3 separate regions of the Sus scrofa genome follow, and regions 2 and 3 are each linked to region 1. Evidence: chromatin contacts called from public HiChIP or PLAC-seq data. All regions are on one chromosome and are shown on one strand. The core of a region is the stretch at or near the end of the contact, and the rest is flanking DNA. Distances in the headings are between cores, read along the strand shown. Region 1 holds the start of CMC4 (cx9C motif-containing protein 4). Region 2 holds the start of MPP1 (55 kDa erythrocyte membrane protein). Region 3 holds the start of CLIC2 (chloride intracellular channel 2).

Evidence for each region. HiChIP or PLAC-seq counts read pairs in DNA pulled down with a chosen protein or histone mark.
Region 2: an H3K27ac HiChIP or PLAC-seq map of skeletal muscle shows a contact between it and region 1. The contact joins the promoter of MPP1 here to the promoter of CMC4 in region 1. A contact is called at or near these places in 2 of 5 promoter capture datasets (liver and skeletal muscle), 1 of 47 Hi-C or Micro-C datasets (heart right ventricle) and 2 of 2 datasets of contacts at active chromatin or transcription factors (alveolar macrophages and skeletal muscle).
Region 3: an H3K27ac HiChIP or PLAC-seq map of alveolar macrophages shows a contact between it and region 1. The contact joins the promoter of CLIC2 here to the promoter of CMC4 in region 1. A contact is called at or near these places in 2 of 2 datasets of contacts at active chromatin or transcription factors (alveolar macrophages and skeletal muscle).

What each region holds. Positions count from the first base shown.
Region 1 is chrX:125,381,910-125,385,802 of Sscrofa11.1, reverse strand. CMC4 (cx9C motif-containing protein 4) reads left to right here and starts at 2,531. Exons shown (of 3, transcript XM_021079968.1): 1 at 2,531-2,549. BRCC3 (BRCA1/BRCA2-containing complex subunit 3) reads right to left here and starts at 2,399. Exons shown (of 11, transcript NM_001243023.1): 1 at 2,197-2,399; 2 at 1,506-1,522; 3 at 716-770. The coding sequence starts at 2,319.
Region 2 is chrX:125,249,729-125,253,949 of Sscrofa11.1, reverse strand. MPP1 (55 kDa erythrocyte membrane protein) reads left to right here and starts at 1,566. Exons shown (of 12, transcript XM_021080526.1): 1 at 1,566-1,698.
Region 3 is chrX:125,557,896-125,561,763 of Sscrofa11.1, reverse strand. It overlaps CLIC2 (chloride intracellular channel 2), which reads left to right and starts at 1,705. Exons shown (of 6, transcript NM_001244428.1): 1 at 1,705-1,820. The coding sequence starts at 1,764. LOC100620916 (histone H2A-Bbd type 2/3-like) reads right to left here and starts at 1,403. Exons shown (of 5, transcript XR_002340766.1): 1 at 607-1,403.

The DNA of each region.
Region 1 (3,893 bases), core at 1,282-3,781:
GGATGAAGTGTTGCCAAACAAACCTAAAAGCGGTGTACCTTAATGGTTCAGAATGTCAGGCAGTGGTTCCCCAACTTGGCAGCACCTTAGAATCACCGGAGCTTTTCAAACTCCAGCCACACAGATCTCACCAAAGACCCACGTAGTAGTCGGCATCCGGATTTTGTAAGGATTCCAAGGTGCAGCCAGGTGTGGGAAGTGATATGGCAAGAGGAATGTGCCGAGGGAGCCACGAGGAGCTGGCTGGAGAGACGGAACCGGAAACCAGGCCTTGGTGGGTTTCACTGGTGCAGGTGAAGGGGTTCTGACGGTAGCCTGTTCTCTTAAGAGGCCTGGCTATGAAGGGAAGGGTACAATAGCAGTTAACTGCAGGAGGTTCCAGGATTGAGAAGTTATTTTTCTTTCTGAAAATGAGAGTAATTTAGGCACAGTTGTATCCTAAGGGGGAAAAGCCAGATGACAGCAACAGGCTGAAGACTCAGAAGAGAAATAGGATATTTGATAAGCAAGTGTCTACAGAAGCTGTGGACAGGAAGTGGACTTCTTTCCCCGACGTGGGGAGAAGGGAGGCAACGTGGTTGTGATGTGAAGACTGTACCTAAGGAGGTGGGGTTGCTGCCTGACAGCTCTGCACAAACTGGCCTAATCCCTGGCTGAGAACAGAAATCCCTCCCCAAGTGCGAGTTTCCATCATGCAAAATTAGAGCACACGTACCTTTTCAGCAACTGTGCGCATTTCAGTTCCAGTATATGTAAATTTGGGGTCACTCCTTTTGGGGATAAATTAGAAAAAAGGGAGCTGAGGTTTGGAATATAAAAAGGTATCAAAGCAAAGTAACAGGATTAGCAGTTTTTGCAATGAAACAGCAGACACGAAGGAGGAGGAGGGCAAGTAAACTGAGGCTAGGGCAGTGCTCACATATCTGTTAGAAGCAGTGTGTCACATGCCTAAGTGGCTAAGTGCATAGTTGTCGTGGGCAAGGCAGAGCGACATGTTAAACTCCTTTAATCATGCGTGTTAAGGAGGTGGGTTTGACAAGTAGACGCTGCTATGCTGTGAAGTTTAAATAAAGGAAACCCAAAGCTTCCACCACCTCAAGCATTTGAGCCACTGGGGGTGGGGGGGTCTCTGAAATCACTGTAGGGCATATCAGGGGCAGGCAGAAAGCTACTGACAGTTTAGATGGAGAAGTGGATTAAGAGGGGGCAGTGTCTCTTAATATGCGCAAAGAGCTTTCAACAGGTTCCCTGGTGATCTCCCCCCCCCCCCCATCTTTTCCCCATAGGGTCATAAATATCTCAAGCAAAAATCCTCGTGCTGGAAAGTAAGGCGGAAAGCAACTGTCAGGGTTGAGGTGGAAGTAAAAGTGTATTATTGCGGGGGAGCCAGGGTCCTAATGGTAAGTTAAAACACAACCTATAAAAAACATTGCCAAACTTGTGATCATTGTAAGTTAACAGGGACACAGAGATCAAAAGACAGGAGTAAACAAATGCGGTCTTACCTTGGGTCATCATTCAACTAGAGTGGGAAAGAGCAGAAAACATTATTGATCACATTAAGCTTATCAGATGTAAATGCATGCAGACTACATGAAATTTAGGTTACGTGCTCCTGCACAGCTGCACGAAGGAGTAAAGAATTCTTATTTGGGATTGTCCACAAGTAAGCTCTAGTTCGTCATGCTATTTCGCCCCTCTGCAATACTGAACGCAGCGGAAATTCTGAAGTCTTGGGTTATGTGGTACCTTCCAAATGATTTCTAGAGGGAACAACCGAGGCGAGGCTAGGGACCCTAATTGCGGCCAGCCGCTTGCTAACACACCGACGTCCGCGTTATGCAATAATGTTTTTCGGGTCTCACTTGCGGTTGTGGTGGTGAATGGGGTGATAACTCCAGCTCTAGAGAAAACCCAGACTGCAAGAGAAAAAGCAAGGCTTCCCCCCCTCCCCGCCCCCCTTCCCTGAGGCTTCTGCGGCTCGCTGGGGGCTCGCGGAAGGCTAAACGAGCAGGAAGCGAGCGGAGGAAAGGGGACCCCGGCGACAGGATCATCCCAAGGATCTACCCCAGGAGCCAAGTCAGGGGAGCCTGTGGCCTCCGCAGCCCTGGACGGCGCCGGCACCCCACCCGGGGACGCGGTGGGACCGAGCACTCCGCGCAGTTCCGGCCCGGGGCAACTGACCGACGGACTCACCTCGCCTATGCACAGGCCCATCACCTCCTCCTTCTCGGTGCTCAGAGCGTGGTTGAGACAGACGAGGAAAGCATCCGACTCCAGATGAACCGCTTGCACCGCCTGCACCACCTGCACCGCCATCTTGGTCCGACCCCGCTCACGTCCGCCTCGGGCCCGCTCGGGCCTGGCCAACCCAGTGCTCCGGCTCCGGGTTCCGCGGGGGCGGGCCGGGGGGCGGGGCCGGCGGGCGCGGGGCGGGCGCGCGGGGGCGGGGCCGCGCGGGGGCGGGGCCGGCCCGGCGGCACCTGGGAGACGCCCGCGCCGGTTGGGGCAGGCGTGGCCAGCGCGGCGGAGGGCGGCGGCCGGCCGAGGTCGGGACGTCAGGCCGGGCGCGGGGGGCTGCAGGGAGGCGGCGCTCTCGGGCCGCAGGCGGCCGTGGTCTGTAAGGAGCGGCCGGGCGGCCGGGCTGGCGCCTCCCGAGCGCCGGCGCCCATTTTGCCCGCCCGTTGAGAAGAGTCTTGCGCGGCCTACTCGCTCCGGGGACCTCCCTCCGAGGCGACATCGCCTCGCGCGCCGGCCTCTTGAGCCAAGGGGACGTTCTTTTGCAATTCGGCCCTCAGTCAAGGTTTTCTTTTCTTTTGTTTTGTTTCCAAGTTAGGGGCCCCCGAATGTTGTCCAACTCTCCTTCCCTGGACCACTTCCGGTTGCCGGCCCGCGCCTTGTAACTTCGGTTCTGGTGACCTCGGCCCGGAATGCCCCTCGCCTCGTCCCGGGCTCACGTCCCGATCCCGGCTTGAGTGGCCCGGGGTGGGTGACCAGAAGTTTTAGCCTCGCAGCTCTCGAGGCGGATTAATTAGCCCAAGAAACATTATATTCATGTGAGTAACCTCTCGGCAGCAACAGTGCTATACTGTATCTAAAAAAGTATCACTCTTAAGCTTGGCGGCTGCTCCTTTCTGCAGAGGCTTTTAGGTATCTGTTTGTTGGATACAGGGAAGGGGAACGGGGAACTTCAGTTTTAATTCAAGGTCGGATGTATCGCAGCAGATGTGCACGATGCAAGTTTCCTCAGCTCTCCTTGTCTCGAGGATATCAGACATGGTGAAATGATGGGTAAAAGGCATTGTCTTTGGAGGCGTAACAAACATGCCTTAGGGGAAAGGACCGCCCTTGCAGCTCCCAAGGTTAGGAAGGAATTACACGTGGATTCGAGGTACGAGTCTCAATCAAAGACGAATCTATGCCGTGCTGCCTGCACGGCCCCATCGGGGTCTATGTTCGTTTGATGTGGTTTTCTATTCCGTGGGTACTTTTGAAGCCAGGCCGACATGGCAGTACTGGAAAGGGAACATGCCCAGGGTGCCCCTCGAAGAGGTGTTGATGCTTTGCTCTTTTCTCCCAAGTCAGTTCCAACACAAGTCTCCCCACTAATAGGGCCCGCATCCAGTGCAACTATATCTGCAATATACCTGCCAGCAACCTCCAGGTTTTCCTAATGTTTAAGGATCATATGGCACATGCGTCCATGATTACTTTTGATAATGAGGAAGCTTGGGCAAAATTGCAAGTGTGCAGTCACATTGGACCCACCTCGTTTTTCTCTTAAGCTTCAACTTTACACCATGCCTTATTTTCAGGTGCTATTGGTGGCTATCATGCCCTGCCCTGATGGTGCAAGTATGGCTGTTCTCATTATTGTGTTTTGTGATGGGACG
Region 2 (4,221 bases), core at 317-2,816, 130 kb after region 1:
TCTCCCAGTGCTCTTCCACCCTGAGCTTTGCCGCAATGAAAACTTTAAACTTTGCTCAAGGAGTCATTCCCTCTGAAGCTCTTCCAAGTGTGAGGGTTAGATAAAGTGTTTGCCTTCACCTGTCACCAGTCTGGGTTTCTGTTTGGATGCGCCCTGGAGCACTTAGTGCAAGTCTACACTTCCCCTGCTGCTCGGCCGTGTCGCCTGTAGCCATTTCTACTGTGTCTCCTGTCGCTTTGGTCTATGTGCCGATTCTGTGTCTATTGCTCACGCTCTGCATTAACACAGCTTTATTCTAGCTCTTGTGGTCCAGAAGGCGGGTCCCCCCGCATTGTTCTTCTAGAGTACTTTGGCCATTCTTGTTCTTTACAAGCCCTTTAAAATTAGATTATCAAGCTTCACAAAACGTATCTGTGGAGATTTTTGATTGGAATGGGCATTTATATCTACCCCTAGGATGGAACTGCGGGCTCAGAGGGTAGATGCATGTTCAACTTTAGAAGATAATGAAAAACCATTCTCCTAAACAGTATTACCAACTTAGACTCCCAGCGGCAATGTTCAAGAACTCACATGGATTCACATCTTCTCCAGCGCTTGATATTGTTAGACTTGGAAAGTTTTGATAATGGAATGGATGTACAGTGGTGTTTCACTGGGGTCTGATCACTAATGAGGTTGATATGTTTATGGTTCATATATGTTCCTCCGCCGGTGAAATGTTTGTCTTTTTTACTCATCTTTCTGCTGAGTTGGTTCTGTTTTTCTTATTAGTTTGTAGTCCTTCATATATTCACAATAGGAATTCTTCATCACGTGCATGTATTGAAAATATTTTCTTCCGATGCACATCTGGACTTTTTTTTTGCTTTTTGCTTTGTCTTTTTTATTTTTTATTTTTTTTTGGCCATGGCTCATGGTGGCTTGATGTGGGGTCTCAGTTCCCAGATCAGAGATTGAACCTGGGCCACAGGGGTGAGAGCATGGAATCCTAACCAGTAGACCACCAGGGAACTCCCTTTAGTTTGTCTTTTGTTGAGTAAAATTTCTTAAAGTCGAATTGGTCAGTATTATCTTATAGAAAATGGTTTATTTGCATTGTTTAAGAAATCTTTCTTTATCCCACAGTCTAAAAGTTCTTTGCTGATGTTTTCTGTCAAGAGCTTTAAAGTTGTGTTTTCGACATATTCTTAATTGATGTGGAATAGACTTTTTTTTCCATGCGGCATGGAGGAGAGTTCCCATTTCATGTCTTCCATACAAATAACCATTTCCAGCTTCAGTTAATGACAACTTACTTTCTTAGCTAACATGGAACCTGCATCATTTACACAGTTACACACATGCCAATGTGTGTTTCTTCATTTTCTAACCCATCTTGTTGCTCAATTATTCTATCCCTCCACCAACATCCCACTGTCTTAATTTCAATAGCTCTCTTCCGTCTCCCCCCCGCCCCCGTGTGGGCGCGTGTGAGTGTGGGTGTGTGTTCCTGTTATAGTTCCTTAAGGGTAATATTGGTGAAGGGAGCCATCAATCACGTGAGCTCAGGCTTTTAGCAGAAAACACTGGGCTATCTGGCTCCAAACTCTTGCCCTTGGATTTTCTCCTCTTGGCCCTGAGCTCCTGGAAGGTCCGACTAAGACTGCATAGAGTAACGAACTGCTTCTACTGGGAATTTACTCCCTTGGGGTCAAGGTGTGTACAGATGGTGAACAGCCCTGAGTTCTGGAAGCTCAGTAAAGGTTCCGTTCAGAATGTCTTTCGTCCTTCAGGCTGCAGTTTTAAGCTACGAAGGTGTCAGGATACGAAGGAATTCTGCTCTAGGATTTGTAAGAAGTGTTGGCTCACTTTGCTTCCACTGATCCCTCAATTTTTTCGTGGCGTGAACAGTAGGAGACGCAGCCTAAGTAAGAACAGTTTGCCGTTGGAGGCAAGCAGGTCTTCCTTCCATCGCTGAACTACAGGCGAAACGTAGATGACAGTGTACCCGCCGCACAGGAGCCTGAAAACGCGTTTCCTCAACGTCCTGTGCCGGCGTCGATTTCCGGGTAGAGCCTGGAGTTGGAGCGGCCGCCAGCACAGCCCGCGGACGCTTCCGCGCCGCCCCCGCGAGCTCGGGGAGACGAAGAGCCCGAGCTCGAGCGGGCGGGGTGGGGGAGGCCCCGCCCAGTCCGGGCCCGGGAGGCGGGCTCGGGGGCGGGGCGGGAGGCGGGCTCGGGGGCGGGGCGGGGCTCCTCCCACGCCCGCCCGGCGCGCCGCCCGCGGGGTGGTGACGGGCCCAGCCGCGCCGCGTTCCCTCGGTCTCCGCCGCCTCCGCCGCCTCCGCGCCGCAGGCCCGGGGCGCTCGCACTCCAGGCTCTGCCCGGCCCCGAGTCTCTGCGTCCCCGCGTCCCCGCGCCCCGGCTCCCGCAGGATGACGCTCAAGGCGAGCGAGAGCGAGGGCGGGGGCAGCATGCGCACGGCGCTCTCCGACCTCTACCTGGAGCACTTGCTGCAGAAGCGCAGCCGGCCCGAGGTGAGCGGCCCCCGGATCCCCCGGGCGCAGCAGGAGGGGCCGGCCCGCGTCTCTAGGCCGCGCCGCCCGCCGCGGCCCTGTCCTCGGGGGTCCTGCCCCCCGGGCGGAGGTCCCGCCCCCGGGGTTCCGTGCGGGACCTCGGGCGCGATGGGTTGTTGCCCCCAACGGAACCTCTGGGCGGGAAACGGAGAGGCCGCGGCCTGGCCAGGGAGCGTCTTAAGGTCAAGGAAAACTTCTCTGTGGACGGAAGTCTGGGTAACGGAGAGACACGAAGGAGCAGATCTGGGAGTAGGTCCGCTCGGTGTTGTTGAGATGCTTGTTTTTGTGTCAGCAAAAAGGCTGTGAAAGCCAACCCCGGCTCTAAAGTGCTCGCTCACCGGCCTCTGCATTTCGGCAGGGCCCCTGGTGCCGGCCGGCGGAGGATCCTTTCGGAGATGATTCTGCCCTCCAGACTCCCGGGGTGGCCGGGACAGAGCTCCCAACCACTGTCCCCAAAGACGCCCAGAGGGGAGGCTGGTCGTCTTCTTCTTATCTCATACTCGTAGATGCGGCTCGCACGCAGCACGTAGGTCTCTCCCGCGGGCGCATCTCTCATTGCAGCCACCAGCCGGCACAGGCCAGCGCCCCTCCGCGCAGCCTGGTGGCCAGGTACCAAGAGAGAGCGGCCGCAGGGACAGAGAAACAGAGAGCGCGCCGGGCAGAAGCACGGTGGCCTTTGAGAACCCAGGGTCCGAACTCACAGTGGGAATCTCTCGTGCACCACAGGGCAGGGCTGTTTCACACTCGCTTTTTACAAGTTAAATGCCTAGTAAGTGGGCCTTCCGAAATGTTTGCTGGATGAGTTGGAGACGGGAGAGCTGGCCGTGAGCGTCGGCCTCGCCTTCTCCTTGCGCGGATGAAGGACCGAAGATCCTCAGGGAAAGCAGACTGGGGCTGTGGGGAACGATTTTGTATCTGCAGAGCTGAGGCACAGCGCACATCCTGCCTGTGGTTTAGATTCTGCACCAGAGTGCAGTGTTCGCACCTGCCTGTCCTTTCAAGTCAAGACCTCGATAGTCGAGGCTGAAATGCGTGCCAGGCTGAGCAGGACACTGCAGTTATTCCGATGAGGGCACGGAATTGGAAGTTAGGCACTAGGAGGAAATCACAGTCTCAAACCACTTGGTTCCTCATAAGCTCGGACATGTGATTTTTTTTTTCTTCCTCACCATCAGCTCACTTGGCTGAGGCTTCACAACCACCGCCCTACACACACACCCCTGGGGGGGGGAGGGCAAAAAACTCCTTTAAATTTACTTCCAGCAATTGTATTGAGTTATAGTCGGTGTACACATAATGCACGAATTTGTGCGGTTCAGTGCTATTTGCCGGATGCATACGTACAACCGTGTAACTCGCCCCATAAGCGTTATGTAGAGCGTCGTGGTCCTTTCGGGTCGTTGGGAACACACTCACTTTGCCTCACCCGGGACTCCTTGCCCAGACCTCGTGCACGGCTGTCTGCGAGGGCGTTCCCGTGTGGCTCCGAGGTTAAGGAACCCGACTGGCATCCATGAGGACGTGGGTTCAATCCCTGGCCACGCTCAGAGGTTAAGGATCTGGCGTTGCCATGAGCTGTGGTGTGGGTGGTGGATGCCGCTCAGATCCGGCGTGGCTGTGGCTGTGCTGCAGGCCGGCAGCTGCAGCTCCGGTTCGACCCCTAG
Region 3 (3,868 bases), core at 456-2,955, 180 kb before region 1:
ATGTCTTTGACAATGTATCAGGGGCCGCACAGAGCTCCCTGGGCTGTCGTGCACTGTTGTCGCTGCTGCTGTGCCCACGGGAGGGGAGGTGGTCTTCCCAGGAGGGCTGAGGCTCACACGAGGAGTTGGGTCTTTCACGCTATTTTTTCCAATTCATAGATAAAGGATGCTGCTGGGTTGAACTTTTGACTAGCAGTGGGGGCGAAGAGAGGTGGATGGGTTTACAACACACTCAGGATGCAGAAGGGACAGGATTTTGTACTGATCTGGCCGTGGGAATGGGGAAGAGTGAGGATGCCTCAGACTCAACATGCTCAGAGCCGAATGCCCGTCGTCCTCTCGAACGTACTGTCCTCCTGAACTGCTAATCTCAGTGAGTGGATCCGCATCTTGGCACAGCGTGAGCATCCATTGATTGTCTTTGGAGTGAAAGAATGAATGAACAGAGTAAAAACATGGCCAAGGCATTCACCGGGTCCTGCCAAACAAACAGCCAGGCCCACGCTCACCCGCAAGGTCAGCTCAGCAGACGTCGATCCGAATGTCCCTCTCACTCTGCCGACCATCTGGGAAATCATCGGGCCCCACACCTCGAAGAGCACTCACCTTCCTTCCCATCGGCAGCCACTCCTTGCCTAAAGCCTGCAGGTGTGGCACGGACCAGGTTTTGCCCGGAGCCTCCCATCCGTAAATTCTTCACGTGCGGACGATGGCAGGTGCATCACGTACAGCCCACATGGGCACGGGGGACCTTTGGTGTCGTAGAAAGGGGGTCCCCAGGGCCCCCAACAACGAGCGGATCTATGTTCACTTTGGCTCCAGGCAGAAAGAGACTCTTCCTCTCAGAGGGGGGTTATTCCTCCAGGGCCCGCCTCCCGCCTTCTTCGTCCTGGCAGGCAGAAAGCACGGCTGCCAAAAACACTGCAGCCAGTGAGTGATCAATCTGGGTAGTTTACTGCTGTTCCCAGTGTTAACAAGCAGAGATACAAAACAGCTTGTGGTTCCTGGTACCGTTACCACAAGCAGGAAGTGATCCCTCCCGGTCCGCCCTTCCCAGAAATAGAGAGGTGGGACAAGCAAAGATGTCCCCAGACTCAACCAACACAGCAAACATTCCTTGATTATAAAAGAGAAGTGAAATTTGCAACCCAAAAGGGAAATCTGACCTTGTCAGCAGCAGAATTGAGGGGGCATGAAGTACACTCTTTTTAAACCACCTCTTAGACAGTGTCATTAGATAAACATCCTTTTCAATGTTAAAAACCCAAGCCATTTCTGGCCCTTTTCCTGGAAGAGCTTTTTGCTGCTGCCAGTTTACAAGAACAGCCTAAGAGGCCATTTTCTGGGCATGGAGCCCAGGCTTCAAAAGGAGGCCCTAGAGGCCATCTGGTCTGCTTGATATATTGGAATTTCATGTGTGTGTTTGTGTGTATGTGTTTTTCCTATGCTGAGTCATAGCATTGAAGCCTCTCTGGAAACACCCACACCCTTCTAGCCAGCCAGTTTATACACACCCCTCTAGCTCCTATTTGGTTCAAATGTTAGGTTAAGAGGAAGAAGGAAAACGAATTCAAGAGCTGCTCTCAAACATCTAGAATTTTCTGCACCCCACCTCTCGAAGAGAGACCAGCCCAGCTCTGACTCTTACAAACTGGACTTCCCTCTTAAAGCACAACTTTCATTTAAGCCTTTTGATAAAACGGGAAGAAAAGAATTTGTGTGCAGAAGGTGAGGGGCTGACGACTGGAAATAAAACCAGAAGGATGGCAGGTCCCAGGCCCAGCAGTCCAGCAGACCCTGAAATTGAGCTTTTTGTGAAGGTAAGTTTTCTAGCTATAATGACAGTATACAGAATGTATTCTTTATTAACCTTGAACCTCAGCTTCTTTTTTAAAACGTCAACGTTTCAACTAGAGAGAGGAAATAGTTTTATCATTATATACCTAGTCTGAGCCCTAGAAGAACACCTGAGTGTTCGGCTGCTCTTAAATGGTGATAGAAAAATATCCCATCTGCAAAATGCAAATTACGGTGGAAAGACAACTAGACTTGTTGGTCGTTCGAGCGACTAAATGTCCTTCTTCATGGCTTCCTGCGTGACCTCCGACAACCCCGTCCCCCTCTTCGTTTTTCCACTTTTCCAAAGAAGGAGCCTGACGAAATGATGCTTGCGGCCTTTCCAAGCTCTCACCGTTGTGTTTCGTGTTTCGTGCGGACTGAATGTGGGAGGCGAGGGCCGAGAGTGGCCTGAGGGCCTCCGCTCCACACGCAGTCCAAACGCAGCTTTCTGAAGCTCGCCCACGCCGGACGAACATTGCAGCAGGTCCCTTGGCCACACAGGGAAAATCCAGGACTTGCGTGCCTGTTGCATTTTGCCCGAGTCATTTGGTTGGTTTCTGGTTTGGGGTTTTAATGTCTTAACTTTTCAGAAAAGCCCTTTGGAAAACCCCCAAAGCAGGAGGAAGGAACATGTGTTTCTAAATTAGCTCATCGAGAAAAGAAATTTTTGTGTGGGTTACTCCAAATGGAAATTCGTTTCCTAAATCCTGGCCTATGTTAACCATTTTTCTCTGTATTTTCATGGACTGTTGGAAGTATTCAGAATGATGACCATAGCAAACTCTCATGTCGTGCGTGACCATTTTCTAAACACACATAGCATCTCATTTATTCCTAACGGCAATGTAGGAGACATGTTAATAGCAGTAAAGGAGTGTCGTCAGTAGCAGTGGTGGTGGCAGGACTCAAAATTGCCCTCATCGTTTCTAGATAACTAAGCGCAGGCAATAACGTCTAACTAACTTGCCTCTGAGACGACATTGCCTCTTGATGGCTTACCAACGCACCTTAAATAACGTGTGCTTACCAAACATGGGGTTAAACGTCATTGGCCAAGGTAATAACTTTACGATCATTTAAAAGTATTTAACAACTGGTCACATATATACACCAAGGATGTAATTAACCTACCTTTTCAAAACTATAGGAGCGACACTCTTGAATTCTCCAGAGCAAAATAGAATATTTTGCTGGACTCTGGGACATAAGAGCTACTTCTCCTATCTCTGGATTCTAGCCAAATGTGTGACTGCTCAGACACAGTATAAATAAGCTTTATTTTCCTAACTGGCTTCTAACATCTACCAATTCCAAAGCAGAGGTTATGTCTCTTCATAGGGTAACTAAAGTGTTTCTTTTGTCTGAACGTGCTCACTCGGTTCTAACTTCTCTAACCAGTTGTTGGGGCATTGATCTCTGTGTTTATCTTCATAGACTTCCTCATTTGGGGGGTGATCTAGACAGGAAGTTAGCCCATCACACGTTGGATGAATACATGTTAAGTAATAACTTTCAGGGTAAAATAGCTAATCATTTATTCAGCACTTACGATACGGCAAGGACTGTGCTAAAGGGTTTATTATTAACCTGATTTTACGGGTACAGTAATTAAAGCAAGAAATAGCTAGGTAGCTTTTTCTAAGGTCACATAGCTAGTAAATGGCAGAGTTAAGATTCCGATCCTTGGAGTTGCAGTTGTGGTTCAGTGGGTTAAGACCCCAACATAGTGTCCGTGAGGATACCAGTTCAATTCCTGGCCTCGCTTGGTGCGTTAAGGAGCTGGCATTGCCGAGAGCTGCGGTGTAGGTTGCTGATGCAGCTCAGATCTGATGTTGCTGTGGCTGCGGTGTAGGTGGGCAGCTGAAGCTCTGATTCAAACCCTAGCCCGGGAACTTCCACATGTCGCAGGTGTGGCCCTAAAAAGGAAAGAAAAAAGCAAAAAAAAAAAAAAAAAAAGCATTTCAGTCCTTTAAAAGAGCTGTGCATAATCCTAATTAATAGTTTTCAATTTGGCAAGCTTTCTGGTAAA